Regions from separate parts of the Hordeum vulgare genome. Here all the other regions are linked to region 3. The links are chromatin contacts, called in public Hi-C maps. All regions are on one chromosome and are shown on one strand. Each heading gives the region's core, a stretch centred on a gene start, on an enhancer-like site or on the middle of the called end of the contact. The rest is flanking DNA. Distances are from core to core; before and after follow the strand shown.

Region 1 (4,351 bases), core at 162-2,661, 340 kb after region 3:
TGATCATGCTCAACAGTCACAGTTGCTGAATACTACTCCCATGGAACGAAGGCAGGGTACAAAAACTGGATTCGGGAGAAGGAAAACAGTGAGTACATCAGGTCGGCACGGTCACAGTACTAATCCCATGGAACAAAACTGTACAGATTATTCAATGTTACACGGAGCACGCGTCGCAGCCACCCCGCACTCGCGCGCACTCGGACGGATGCGCGCGCCAAAACTATAGCAGAGTCCTCAGAACGACGGCACGACGCCGTAGTCACCGTCCGATGCCAGGTGCGCCGACGACGCGGGCGAGAACGGCCCGTCCTGCTCCAGCGCGTCGTCCTCGGCGGTGCGCTTGGCGAACCGGCCCTTGATGCGCGGCCGCGTCTCGGCGTACGCCTTGCGGGACGCGTAGCGGATGGTCTTCTGGAACCGCCGGTTCTTGCGCTTCTCCCGGTACCGCATCAGCCGGGCCTCCCGCTCCTTCCCCTTGCTCGCTACCACCGCCACCGACGGCGCTGGCGCCGGGGCCCCGCCGGCTGACAGCGCGTCCGGAACCACCGCTACCTCGGACGTTGACATCTGCAAAGCCGTAGTAGACGTTATTTATCAGCACGCAAGAAAACCATTTCAGCACACGGGGTATGGCTTACGCTGTGGTTCATGGAGTGTTCAGGGTAGAAGAGAGTGCCGCCGGCGAGGTCGAGCTCGGAAGGGGCGACCGGCACCCCGATGGCCTTGATCCCGTCCATGGACCGGACGAAGTCCAGATCGAGGTACGCGTCCGAGTCGGCGAAGAACGTGGCGGCGCTGTCCTCGGGGCTGTCGCCAGGCTCGGGAAGAAGCCACGAGGCCGCCTCGGCCTCGTTGCTCCCGTCGTCTTCCGCGTCCTCCTGCGTCGCAGCGGCGGAGGACGGGGAGGGGACGGGCTGGGGTGGGTCGGCGAGCGCGCCGAAGAAAGGCGTGATGGGGAGCCGCTCGTGGCGGCTGGCGAGCGGGTTGGCGGAGTGGATGTCGGCGTCGCACGTGGCGCAGAGCGCAGCGGCGTCGGCGCGGCAGGTGACCGCGGCGGGCGCGTGCTCGCAGACCTCGCAGAGCCAGACGCGCGCGTGGCGCGAGCCGGCGCCGTGCGCGCGCGCGTCGCACCCGGCGCAGAGGTAGGCGCCGTCCAACCGGCAGTAGAGCCGCGCCGCGTCCACGGCGCACGTGTCGCACGGCCGTCCGGCCAGCCCCCAGAACCCCGCTCCTCCTTGTCCTGCTCCTCCTCCTCCCACCACCGTCTGCTCCTCCACTTTCATCTCGCTCGCTGCAGATCTCTCGCGCTGAGGGGTGGAAGATTTGGTGCGTTTCTTTCTGCTGGGTGCTCGCTCGGTGGCTGGGTGCGGTCGCGGGTGGATTTTGAGGGGTCTGCGCCAAGCGACAGCACATGGTAGGGCCGGGGCGCGGGCTCCGCTCGGGTGTCGCGGGCGCGAGACACTTCGGGCGCCCGGTCGCTGTCGCGCGGGGCCACGGGGTTCGTTCGTTTGCCAAACTTGGCTAGCTCGAGTTAAAAACAATCGTATTTTACGACCTCGCCTTGCCAATTGCCATTGCTGTCGCCTGCATACCTTTCCACAGTCGGATCTGTTTACATTTGCACACTACTCCCACGGCGACGTACATGATTCTGAGCGCCAAAGTTTCAGTTTCAGTTTCAGTTTCAGGTCGGCCGCCTAAAAACTTTTTGGTCCACGTCAGCTGCACAGCCGGTGATAACGCAGCACACGGGCCTGAGGCCGTTAGTTATGGCTATAGATTAAACTGAAGCCATTAGAGCAATTTTAATGGGCCAACCCAACAAATGTGCATTTTGTTTTTTTTATTTGGGTGGGCCGAGCAAACGTTTGTGTTCGGTTTTATAAATGGGTCGGTTAGTCCATCCAACGCGGTATGAATTCAAATTTTAAGCATGGATTTTAAAAAATGCTCAAACAACGATAATCTAGCATGTAGAACACCGTTCAACAATCGGACCAAGTCCATATAAATTTAATTAAACATAGTTAATCATTTTTTAAAAAAGTCGCCATCGGCGCATGGGCTGTCGTAGGCGTCGTCATCCTCATCGTCGTCACGGGCGGTAAGATCGATGAGCTCCAACGACGCCGCCTCCGGGGCCTGAGCAGCGTCTTGCGGCGGCAGCGTCGACGGCTGGGGCGCAGGGTGTCGGGCTCGCTCCTCCGCCTTCCTCTCCCGACGCTCCTCCTTCTCCTCCTCCTGCGCCCAACGGTGCTCCAGCTTCATATGCGCCTCGGTCCGGGCACGCTTGTCCGCTAGTTCTTCATAGAGGCCCTCTTGTTGGTTCTTCATGACGAACCAAACCTCCCAGTTTAGGGAGTCGGCCGCGTAGGCTGGATGCCGCCGCTCGTCGGGGGTGAGCAGCTCGCTCCGTCGACACACCTCCTTCACACGCGTGCGGACCGAGGCACCGCATGCATAAGGATGCGGTGGGGGTCGAGATGCCAACCATGAGTGAGGTTGATATCTCGGTAAGGGAGGACTTGCGTGTACTGCGAGTGACACCGAGCTTGGTGGACTGGTACACACGCCCGCGTTCCCTTGGTGACGCCGGTGTCCGGGACGAGCTAGTGCATGGGGTGAGCTTGCCCTTTCCTTTGCCGAAGAAGCCCATGGCGGACAATATTGGGAGCTCGTTAGGGCTAGGGTTTCTAGTTGCCAGCGGGGGAGCAAGTGTGGCGAGATGGGGATGGAGAGGAGAAGTGGATGAGGCCGGCCCCACCGCATGCTTTGATTAAAAAGGACGACGACCGACACTTTCCAACCACTGCCACCGGGGCTCGAGTTAGGTGGTTGCGTTTAGTACGACTATCGGCGATGGTTGTGTAGCCGACAGGTGGACCCGCGGTGAACGCAAAGAGGACGCGGGCGCGTCTGATTCGTGTCCGCGAGGACGCAAATTCAATCCAAATTTGGACCTGAAATGGGTTGACGCGGACATATGGCGGACATTATTTGGGTTTGCATCGACACGTTGAACTACCGTGTTCGTGTGCGGTAAACAAAAAGACACGCGCGGACGAAATGGATCGGGCGTGGTTAGAGTTGCTCTTAATGCTGCGTTTGGATGTGTGTATTCGGGTCCCCAATTGGATTTCGTATTCCCAAACCATCAATTTGAGTGTTTGGCATGTCGACGGAAATAGCGGTCTGTAATCCATTGAATATAGCGACGAAATCAATCCTACGCGGTGAGGCCTCCCACGATACACAGCCTAACCCCTACGATTTGACGTGTATTCATGCCTCCCGTAAGAGAAAATGTTTCGAGCCTGTCTTTTCTCCCCCCACTCGACCGAAGCAGCCATCCACAAGCCGCGCGACGAGAGGTGACGGCGTCTAGGATGCACCCGGTGGTAGGGCCATGTAACCTCTCTTGTCGGCCCTCCTCCTCATCCCCGTCATCGTTCGTCTTCCTCATCCCTTCTTTCGGCCCTTCTCCTCAACCCCTCGTCATCTCCTTTGCCATCGAATGAGCATCGGACCTCCGCATCTCCTCTACCCATGGTCGCGGTGGCTGGCCTCCCCATCTGTTGCCGCTCCTCCTCCTCTTCATGAGCTCGGGCATGCTTCCCACTAGACCCCCTCCTCCTATGTTGCCGGTTCCCCATCTCCTCTTCGTGGTCGGCTGCGAGACCCCTCGCCTGCCCCTATGTTCTCCCCATTTCTTGGTCATTTTTTGCAGACTCTTTTAGCTGTGAATCTTATAAATTTTGATGTTGTTATGGTTTAAATCTTGTAAATCTGAATTTCGATGTTGTTGCGGTATGACTCTTGTAAATTTATCTGATAGTTACTAGTAGTTTGCCCTAACAGAAAATTCCATGTATTTACAGTCATTTTTCTCATGAATACTAGCCTTATGTGTGTTATAGTTTCTTAATCTTGTAAATTTCTTGTTGCTATAGTGTAGAATATGTCTTGTAAGAGCACCTACGACACGACCCCTGAAACGTCCGGAGAGTCCGGTCGGTCACAAAAATTCGACCCTGACGAGCCTCTCAAACCGGCCTCAAACGCCCGGGCTGACTGACACCCCCCATTTCCAGCCCAAATAAGGGACGGATATGGGGGAGCCTGGGCATGCCCGCCACGTCGGACCCGACAACCCGGTCCTACCGCAAATTGGACCAAATCCACCCTGTAGAATTGCTGGATCCATCTCATGTTTTCCTCTTTTCTTCCTCCGTGAGGCGTCTATCTCGCAGCTCCGCCGCCGCGTGCGCTACGTCGCCTAGTAGCCTCTGTTGGAAATATGCCCTAGAGGCAATAATAAAATGGTTATTATCATATTTCCTTGTTCATG
Region 2 (4,848 bases), core at 2,200-4,699, 390 kb before region 3:
AAAGTATATCCATTTACATCCGTATGTAGTCCTCTAGGGAAACCTTTTAAAAGATTTATATTTAGGAACGAAGGGAGTATAAGGTTTTTCCTACTACGAGAGGGGAGCGCTCTTGGCTGCTCTACCTACTCAAACTTAGAGTATGAATTTTTCCTTTTTTTTTTCCATGAAGTACGCCTTTGTGCAGTAATCAAGGAGCAAAAATGAAATGACCTTGTATTGCAAAATCTGATGTTGGCACTACACATACTACAGTGATTTCGATAGGAGTCACAAAACACACGCTAGCCAGATCATACAGGCGGTGGCGGCAGGTCCAGCAGGAGCCAGAAACCCACGCAACTATCGGAGTTCAGGTTCTCTTGGATGGCCAGGAAGTGCAGGCCGCCGCAGGCCTTCTTCGCCGCCTCCCACGCTTCTGCCTCCTGCGTCGTCGCGGGGCTCTTCTGGTACCCGGCGTAGACGTATCTTGTCGACACCCCGGCTGACAGGACCAGGTTCGCTCTGCCGGTGTCAACCTCCATAGAACAGATCTCCAAGCCATTCATCCAAGCTGCAGGAATTGAAGAAACAAATATCTCAGAGCTGGTTGACATGCATCTTACAAGAGAATAGGCCCAATAAAGAAACAGGAACGTTGTGCAGGGGCTTCAGCCAGTTGACTATCGAGATTAGAATATTCATCTCATGCAACATGTGAACATTGCTTAAAATCTTTGATCTGATGCTATGCTTGCATATTTGTTGTGTTTGTTTCTATAACTGGTATTGTGCATATTTGTTGTGAACACTGTGCAGGGGCTTCAGCCAGTCGACTAACCCAAAGCATTTCGCTGAATGTTATCAGACTCTTGAAAGTTCAAACTATCCCTTCCTAGTTCTCACCCCAAATTAATTTGCTGACCTTATAGTTCCACTCATTTGTATACAGGAGAATGGAAACTGTGATCAATTGGGGAATGGCTAGATGTAAGTCGCCTGGTTTTTGAATTTGGGTTAGTCGACTGTTTTGGAACGTCGGATGCACATCCAACGACGCCTGGCCTTTCTTCTTCCTCCAGCTCTTCTTCTTCTTCCCCAGACCGCCGCATCGTCCGCCGGCTGAACCGCCTGCGACCATCACCTCCGGCCGGCGGCGCTCCCGCGCAGCATCGCCGCCTCGGAACCGCCTCCCACAGCTGGTCTTCCTGCCGCCCCTGACCATCCCTCTAGCCCCGCCTACGTCCGGGGTTTTTCTCCGGCGAAGTTGCACACCCCTATCTTGCCTCCACCATCTCCTCCCTCCTCCAGCCTCACTCCGGCGAATTTCTTCGGCCATCTCAAAATCGACTGACCCAAAAGCTAAAGTCAATTGACTGACGTTTAGCTAATGTTGATCAATTGTACGCATACAGATGATTTTTTATTTCACATGGTCGCGTCTCTCATAATATGAAGGAAGGAGAGGAAGCAGATGCATTGCTTCATTCTTTGTTGTAGAGAATGCAAAAAAAAAAACTTTTGAGTCTCGATGCACTGTAGATCTCTCATTCTAAATCTTTTGCCAAAGTGGCAGTTGTCTGCTTGGTTATTTATTGAACACACAAGCTACACTTATCCTAAAGACAAGCATGTAAACAACTGACACATAGATTTACCTAGGACTACTATACAAATACTCCCTCCGTTCCTAAATATAAGTCTTTAAGAAGGTTTCATTAGTGAACTACGTACGGATGTATATAGACATACTTTACAGTGTAGATTTACTCATTTTGCTCCGTATGTGGATGGAGTACATATCAATCCTATATATATATATATGCTGGATAAGAAGTTAGACTAGTACTTGTATGGCAGTGTGCATCTGATCCCATGATGCAGAGGCTGGAAAACATTTTCTTTCGTTGTTGTTTTGTGTGTGTGTGTAATACCTTTGTCCACATACAAATGACTGTGAGATCAAATTATTATCCGATGGAATAAACAGCATTTACCACACAATCCTACATTGCCTGAGCTACAATTCTTACAACCTGATACACTACGTATCCTATGTATCAGCAGTACATCACCTGTGACCAAAATTTCGTTGCGTAACTACAGTCTGAACTTAGCATGTGCTACCTTACAACTGAATTTTGCACACGCTTACATCGAACCAATTATCTCGGCAAGTTGTAGTAGTATGAGTAGTAGTTTTGTTTCAGTAATCAGGATCAGGATTCAGGAGTAGAGTATAGAAACTTACCGGCCAGAGGCTTGGCGCGCGAAGATTCCACGGCAACTCCAGGGACTAGCGTGGTTTCATCGAGCTCAAACCCCAGAAGGTCCAAATCGAGCCCCGCCCCGAACGCGTACCTCCTCTCCAGCAACTCCACCTCCTCCCTCACATCTGAACAACAGGCCAACATCCATCTTGAAGTTGAACACAATCAGAAGGCAACAATTTCGCAGATATGTTCAAATGTGGTAGTATCCGGCACTGACCGTCGAAGGGGAGCTGCACGAATGCCCACTTGTCGCCGAAGAGGTTGTCCGGCAGGTTTGTGGCAAATGGGTTGTCGAGCGTGAGCAGCGGCTTGGTGCCCTTCTGGAAGCCGGGGTGGCGGCTGTAGACGGTCTCGTACCTCTCCTCGAGCCACAGCAGCAGGGAGACGCAGCGGCGGCTGGGGACGGCCTTGACCCCGAGCTCGTTGCAGGCGCGGGAGATGATGGTCTGCATCTGCGAGCGGAAGAAACGGGCGCGGTCCGGGAGCGGCACGCCGAGGGAGGAGGCGACGGAGGCGAGCGCGTCGCGGAGCGTGACGCTGTTGATGGAGGTGTTGGGGAAGAAGCGGGTGAACTGCAGGGACAGCGTGGCGTCGCACACCACCAGCTCCCACACTTTCTTGCCCCTGGCGTCCAGGATGGGCCGCGAGCAGAAGTCCACCTCCCACTCCCGGATCCCCTCTGCGTCCGCGTCCGGGTCCAGGTAGCACACCTCCGCCAGCGGGTCCACATCATCCTCCTCGCTCGTCGCGGCTGGCTCCTCCTCCTCGTCCGCCGCGGTGTCCGCCGCAGCGGCCGTGGGGCTCTCGGAGGAGATGGACCGGCAGGGCCTCGGCGACGGCGTGGCAGGAACTATGAGGCGGTAGTGCGCGTGGGGCCGGGCGACGGAGAAGGACGGCTTCCCCGGCGGGTTGGGAAGGTGGAGGCTCCGGCGGAAGGCGATGCCGTGGCCGGCGACGATGGCAGTGGCGGTCGTCATGGCGCGCGCCCCTCCACGGCCACACACAAAAGCTAACGTTGGTGGACGGTGGTGTCCGTCGCGGCGCCAGTTGTTGAGTGAGTTCCGTTCACACATGGAGAAGCAAATCCCGCTCGTGCCGACTCGGTGATGGGCCGGCCTAAGCCCACGTAGGACCAACCAAAGAAAGAAAAGCCTACTATGTGGACTCGGATAACCACCACCACGACGCGCAGGAGTAGAAGGGGAGAAGAAAAACTAGAGGGTGGAGTTGGACGGCTGCTGGAGTCCATAAAAAAAGGAGCGCAGCGCAGGAGAGGCGGTCGCGGGCAGCGAGAATGGCGTGCTCTCCCTCTCCCTCTCCCCGGCTGCTCCACCGGGCGTCTGCTTCCTCTTCTCCGTTGCTCTCGGTCGGGCATGTGCGCTCGGCTCCCTCCACGTTCGGGTATGCTCTTCCCCCTCGCCCTCTGTGTGGTCCATCCCATCGATTCACTCTTGCTCTGCTTCGAGTTCATGGCCGATTGCGCAGTATGTTCCATCCCGCTTCGTGCTTCACTGAAGGCCGGAGTGAGCTGCTTTATTAACGCCGACGTCCACTTTCCTAGTCAGTTATGGAGGTTGTGGCTGTTGCGGTGGTTAGCCCACAAGAAAATCGTTTTGTGATGGTTCTCTGTAGTCTGTAGTAGTATCTTCCAAGTGCTCTGCTTGCGTTTCAGACGATTTTTTATACTGCTCTTCATTTTGGCGAATGTTTGGTACGATTGCCTGCTACAGTAGTATTTACTTGGCGAATGCTCTTGCTGTCCGAGATAAGCTGCAAGCTCAAAATAATTTTCAGTAATATCAAAATAATTTATCAATATTGTAGAGTGATATGCTGGCAGCCACTTTCCTCTTCTGACCATGGAATAAACTGTATAGCATGTTGTATTCATACCTTAGACTATTCGGTTTGCAATTCAAGTTAGAAACACACTGGGTGGCAAACCAAATATACATCGGAAGCGTTGGACCTAGAAACAATCATTCAGTATTCCTTTCTCATCCTTTCTTTAACAGTTTGTCTTCATTAAGAACGCTAGCTTCAGCCAAGCACTAACCATCCGAAAGTTTTGATTTGGTGAGAGTTTATGTTTCAACATGAATCCGTGTGGAGAAGGTGGGTGTATATTACTTAACTGTATCAGTGTTATAATAATGACTTATTTTTCTTTATGTGTTTAAATTTAGAATCGGTGCCATTTGCTGATGTGTCAGTTATACGCCTTATTCGTAGATGGACCATCCAATACAAGCAATCCGGACATACATTGTATGGAAGAAGCCATGTGACGAGCTTCCTGGCTCTTGCTAGTGCAGATGTATGCTTTTCTTTGTAGGCCATTTATTTTTGGGGTTTGAGTGTGTTCTGAGTTTGGTAGATTATACAATGTCAATTAATAGTATAGAAAATGGAAATGATAATAGTTAACTAAATGCATTATTATATACTTTTGAATTTGTTCGAATATGATATTCTGGTTTTGGTATCAACTGCTATATAAATTGTAGCATGATCCTCCGTCCTAATTCCCAAGCAGGAGGCCTTCTTGCTCTAGAAATTCTGCAACACTCTGACAGGGATCCTGACAAAAAGAATT
Region 3 (4,380 bases), core at 523-3,022:
ATTCCTTCATCCATCGACATCACACCCAAAACTTGAAAACCTCAATCACACAAAATTCAACAAAACCTTCGTGAGATCCGTTAGTATAACCAAGCAAATTAGTACTATAAGTACTATTTCAAACCCATTCAAATTTTATAACTACATTATAGGTACTGTATTCTAACTTTCACATGGCTTGCACCCCCAACACAATTCATAGATTCATCAAGATAAGCAAACAATGCAACGAAAATAGAATCTGACAAAAACAGAATAGTCTGTAGCAATCTGTCAAAAACCATACTGCTGAAACTCTGAAAATTCTGAAAAATTAGGACACCATGGAAAATTTGTGTTTCAATCACATGTAAAAAATCCAGACACATTTGACGCTGTGATGAATTTATAAAATTCTTGGACTGGGCGTCAAAGTCGGCCCAACGCGCCGACCCAAACGGACGCGCGTCCGCTTGGCGTTCGCGTGGCGACCCATTCCCGACCCAATTTTGGGCCGGATTTGCGTCGGCGCGGACACGAGACGGATGCGCGCGCGCCTCTACTCCTCTCCCCAGGCCCACCGGTTGGTGGCATCCACCACCATTTCCCCCATCCCCCCCCAAAACCTCTCTCGCCCCCGCGCGCTCCCGCCCCACGTCCGCCATGGACGACGACCTCGACCTCGCCGCCGCCGCTGGCCTCGCCTCCCTCGCCTCGTCCGACAAAGGCAAGCCTCGCGCCTCCCGAAAGGCCGCCGCACCGAAGCCGAAGAAGGTGCTGACGCCCGAACAACGGGCAAAGGAGTCGGCCAAGAGGAAGGACCGGAGGCACGCGACGGACGCGAGGGATGAAGCCATCACGGCGGCCGCCGCGCAGCAGCAGGTCACCAACGCCCGCGCCACGGCGACAACGAGGGAGGCGCTCTGCATGTTGGGGTTAAACCCTAGCCAACACGGCCTCGTCAACGCCGCCGTGGCCGCCGCGGTGAGCACCGGCTCATCCGCCTTCCCTCGGACGCTGCTGCCCGACTCGCCCGGTGCCTCGGTTTGCAACCCGGTGCCCGTCTTCCACGTCTACCCGCAGGCCTCCCGCCTCTCGGGGGAGTGCTCGTCCGAGGTGAGCGTGGTCGCGCCTTCGACGCCCGCACCCTCGACCATCAACCTCAACGCCACACCGGTGGCCGCTGGCTCGTAAGCCGGAGGCGCGAGGAAACGCGCGCGGGAGACGCGAGCCGACCAACATTGTATGCCGGCGCTGGCATGGTGCTGGCATATGAAACATGGTCGCTGGCATGATCGGCCGCAGACCTTTTTTTTAATATGTTGATTGCGGACATGAAATGGGTCGGCTCGTTGGGCGCACTGTCGTCCCAAATCTAAAATAAGGCGGACGCCGCGCGGGTGGCCTATCCAAACGGACAAAAAGTGGACAAATTTACCGTCCGTTTGGATCGGTCCGTTGGAGTTGCTCTTATACCCTACCGCCAAGGACATCAGCGGTAGCAAAATGATGAGATCCAATTTTTTTTAACCAAAGTTAGATTCGACTTAACTTTCAGCAAAAAATCAAAACAACGAATTTTACGACCGGAGGTAAGTAGTAGTAGCTAAAAAGGACGCCCCAGGGGTCAATCCAGAGGGGCAAACAGTGGTCCGGACGATCTTGAACCAGCAGCTCATCCGCCACCGTAGAAACCACGAGGCAACTCATGAGTCCTCTTCCGCAATCCCCATCCCATCCCATCCCATCCCAATAAACGAGAATTCCGTAAATACCCCTGGCCCCGAGGCGTCAGCCCTTCGCTCCCTACCCTCCCCCCCTCTCTTCCGCCCGCGGCGGCTCAGACTTAAACCCTAGAGCCGCTCCCCTCCTCGCCTCCGAAGCGCTCGCCGCCCGATTCGCCAATCCCCAATCCCCCCTTGGAGGCGCTCCCCCGAAGGTAAGTACGCCCCACAGACCCCCCGGTATCTTCGAGTTCCAGGCCCGCGTGCCTAGCCTTTGCGCTTCATCCTGTTCCCAAAACGCGAGAATTTTTCTGGGGCGTTTCTCTTTTTATCTGCGGGTGGATGTTAGCAGCTGCTTCGTGCTGGATTCGGCAGCATTTCTTAAAGATTTTTTTCGTTTTTCCTCTTGCAGGGCCTGCTGCTGCCTGTCATGGCTCGCGTCTACGTGGGGAATCTGGATCCGCGCGCCACTGCGCGCGAGATCGAGGACGAGTTCCGCGTGTTTGGGGTTCTCAAGAGGTGAGATGCCTGTGATTTGTTTAACAGTTCTGAAGCTAGTACTACGGTACATACCTTTTCACGAGTTCGGTGTGATATAACTACTGTGCTTGCCTGTAGACATGCTAAGTTGTAGTTTCACATTTCATGTTCAGTTGGTGACTTGCTCGTCTGCTAAAAGTATACGAGCCAAGTATATCGGTATGCTGGCTATTTAGTACGCCTGATTTTAGTGCATGATGCGTGTGAAATTGAGAGTTGAGACTATCTCTTGGTGAACATGATGCAGCTTTCTGTTTGATAAATAGAAGCTTTTATGCATAATTATATCTTAGCTGCATTGCTTGGTCACTTCTATTCCTTTCAATCCGTTTCTTTGTTCATATGGTGAAGTTTCCCTGATAATAACAGTTTATGTCACTGCATTTTGTGATTTTTTTAATTTAAGTTCAACGGGGCATGCATGTGCAGATCTTCTGTATCTTACTGTTATGACTGTTGTGCATTATAGCCGGCGGAGGCCCACGGGCGCGGGCAGTTAGGCCCAAAGGCGCGGGCAGTTAAGCCCAATGGCGCAGGCAGTTACGGGCTTGGCCCAACTTATTGTTATTTTTATTAGCACCTAAGGGATTATATAAACCCATGTAAAGACTCGTTTTGATATTAAGAAGTAGCAATCATTATTGCTCGGCTTTTGCCGAGACTCCAAAACCCTAGCCGCCCCAACGGCCTCCTTCTCCCGACGCGACCTCAGCGCCGTTGCCGGTGCCTCCAGCCTCGCCAACCCTCCTTCGACCACTACAACCTAAGATCTTGTCTTGGTAGGAGCCTTGCTCCTATCAATCTGGTATTAGCTGTCTCGGGTGCGATCATGTCCACTAATCAGCCCACCGCCACCCTTCTGCTGCCAGTCACCACCACACCGTCGGCCTTGTCGGGGCCGATCGCATCTGCCGCAGGGATGCCGCCGGGCTCCGCCCCCTTCGCCTTCACACCAGAGGAGATGACGGCTGTGCTCCGGGAGCTCGGGCAGGCGGTTGCGGGCATCCGCACCTTCCTCTCGGGACCCTATGCCCCGCAGGCCGCAGCAGCCAGCCTCTTTCGCCTCCACCATGGCGCCCAGCAGCAGCCACCGCCATCGCCTTTGCCATCCTTCCCTGTCGCTCCACACTCCCATGGGTCACTAGCCGCCGGCTTGGGGGCGTCCTCGGGCCCAGGGGTGCCCATCCACCAGGTCCGGTTTCCCCCGTCGCCATCCCCGTTGCCGGCTTGGCTCGCTGGGTCCCTCGGGCCGGTCTACACGACGGCCTCGGGCCAGCCACACTTGTTGCCGCTCGCGCCGTCGCACCCGGCCATGCCGTACGGCGTCCCCTCCAGTGCCATCGGCCCATACGATGGCGTGGACAGACCCCGCCCGGTCCCCTCACCCGGTTCCCCGGCCGCCACCCCCCGCAATGGCACGTCCTTCCCAGGCCTTTGTGGCACCCAACGTCGCGGTCGTGGCGCGCCTATTCCGTCGGCTCACACCGGCCGAGCAACTCGAGCGCCGTCGTCAGGGGCTGTGCTACAACTGTGACGAGCCCTACGTTTTGGGCCATGTCTGCCCGCGACTCTTCTACCCGTAGGCTGCAGACTACATTGAGGTGGCCGCCACCGCTGCCGGGCTCGGCAACTTGGCCGCTCCACTTTATGCGGAGGTCGCCTGGGGGGCCGCTCAGGCGAACGCCTTCCTGGTTGCCCTCCATGCTCTCGCGGTATATGGACGGAGAAGACGATGTTGCTGTCGGTGACGATCAATGGCGAGCGCCTCCTAGCCCCTACTGGATACATGCTCCACCCGTAACTTCCTGTCGGGGTCCACCATGCCCCGCCTGGCACTCCAACCGACTGACAGGGAGTAGATTCGGATTACCGTGGCAAACGGTGATCGCCTCCACTGCCAAGGCATTGCCCAACATGTTCCCCTCATCATCGGCGACGAGCACTTCGCCGTCAAGTGCGTCGGCATCAACTTGGGCCGCTTTGACGTCATCCTTGTCGTTGGTTTTTTGCGGACCTTGGGTCCCATTCTTTGGGATTTCAACGCCCTGACGATGATATTCTGGAGCATGGGTCGCCGCGTTCGGTGGGAGAGCGTGGGTGGCGCTGCCCCAGCGAGCCCCCAGCCCCAGCTGATGGC

What was found. A called contact is a pair of places that touch in the nucleus more often than the background predicts.
Region 1: a Hi-C map of seedling shows a contact between it and region 3, with 5 times the contacts expected there. The contact joins the promoter of LOC123403770 here to the promoter of LOC123401753 in region 3. A contact is called at or near these places in 2 of 6 Hi-C or Micro-C datasets (leaf and seedling) and 1 of 1 datasets of contacts at active chromatin or transcription factors (embryo).
Region 2: a contact with region 3 is called in a Hi-C map of seedling, with 3 times the contacts expected there. The contact joins the promoter of LOC123402142 here to the promoter of LOC123401753 in region 3. A contact is called at or near these places in 1 of 6 Hi-C or Micro-C datasets (seedling) and 1 of 1 datasets of contacts at active chromatin or transcription factors (embryo).

The regions. Positions count from the first base shown.
Region 1 is chr6H:350,326,663-350,331,013 of MorexV3_pseudomolecules_assembly, reverse strand. It overlaps LOC123403770 (zinc finger protein CONSTANS-LIKE 3-like), which reads right to left and starts at 1,411. Exons shown (of 2, transcript XM_045097681.1): 1 at 642-1,411; 2 at 1-570. The coding sequence starts at 1,286. The coding sequence ends at 238.
Region 2 is chr6H:351,057,651-351,062,498 of MorexV3_pseudomolecules_assembly, reverse strand. It overlaps LOC123402142, which reads left to right and starts at 3,449. Exons shown (of 5, transcript XM_045096025.1): 1 at 3,449-3,653; 2 at 4,485-4,569. The coding sequence starts at 3,547. LOC123402141 (protein TAB2 homolog, chloroplastic) reads right to left here and starts at 3,425. Exons shown (of 3, transcript XM_045096024.1): 1 at 2,470-3,425; 2 at 2,231-2,374; 3 at 200-553. The coding sequence starts at 3,325. The coding sequence ends at 294.
Region 3 is chr6H:350,669,213-350,673,592 of MorexV3_pseudomolecules_assembly, reverse strand. It overlaps LOC123401753 (serine/arginine-rich splicing factor RSZ23-like), which reads left to right and starts at 1,772. Exons shown (of 5, transcript XM_045095607.1): 1 at 1,772-1,918; 2 at 2,116-2,222. The coding sequence starts at 2,134.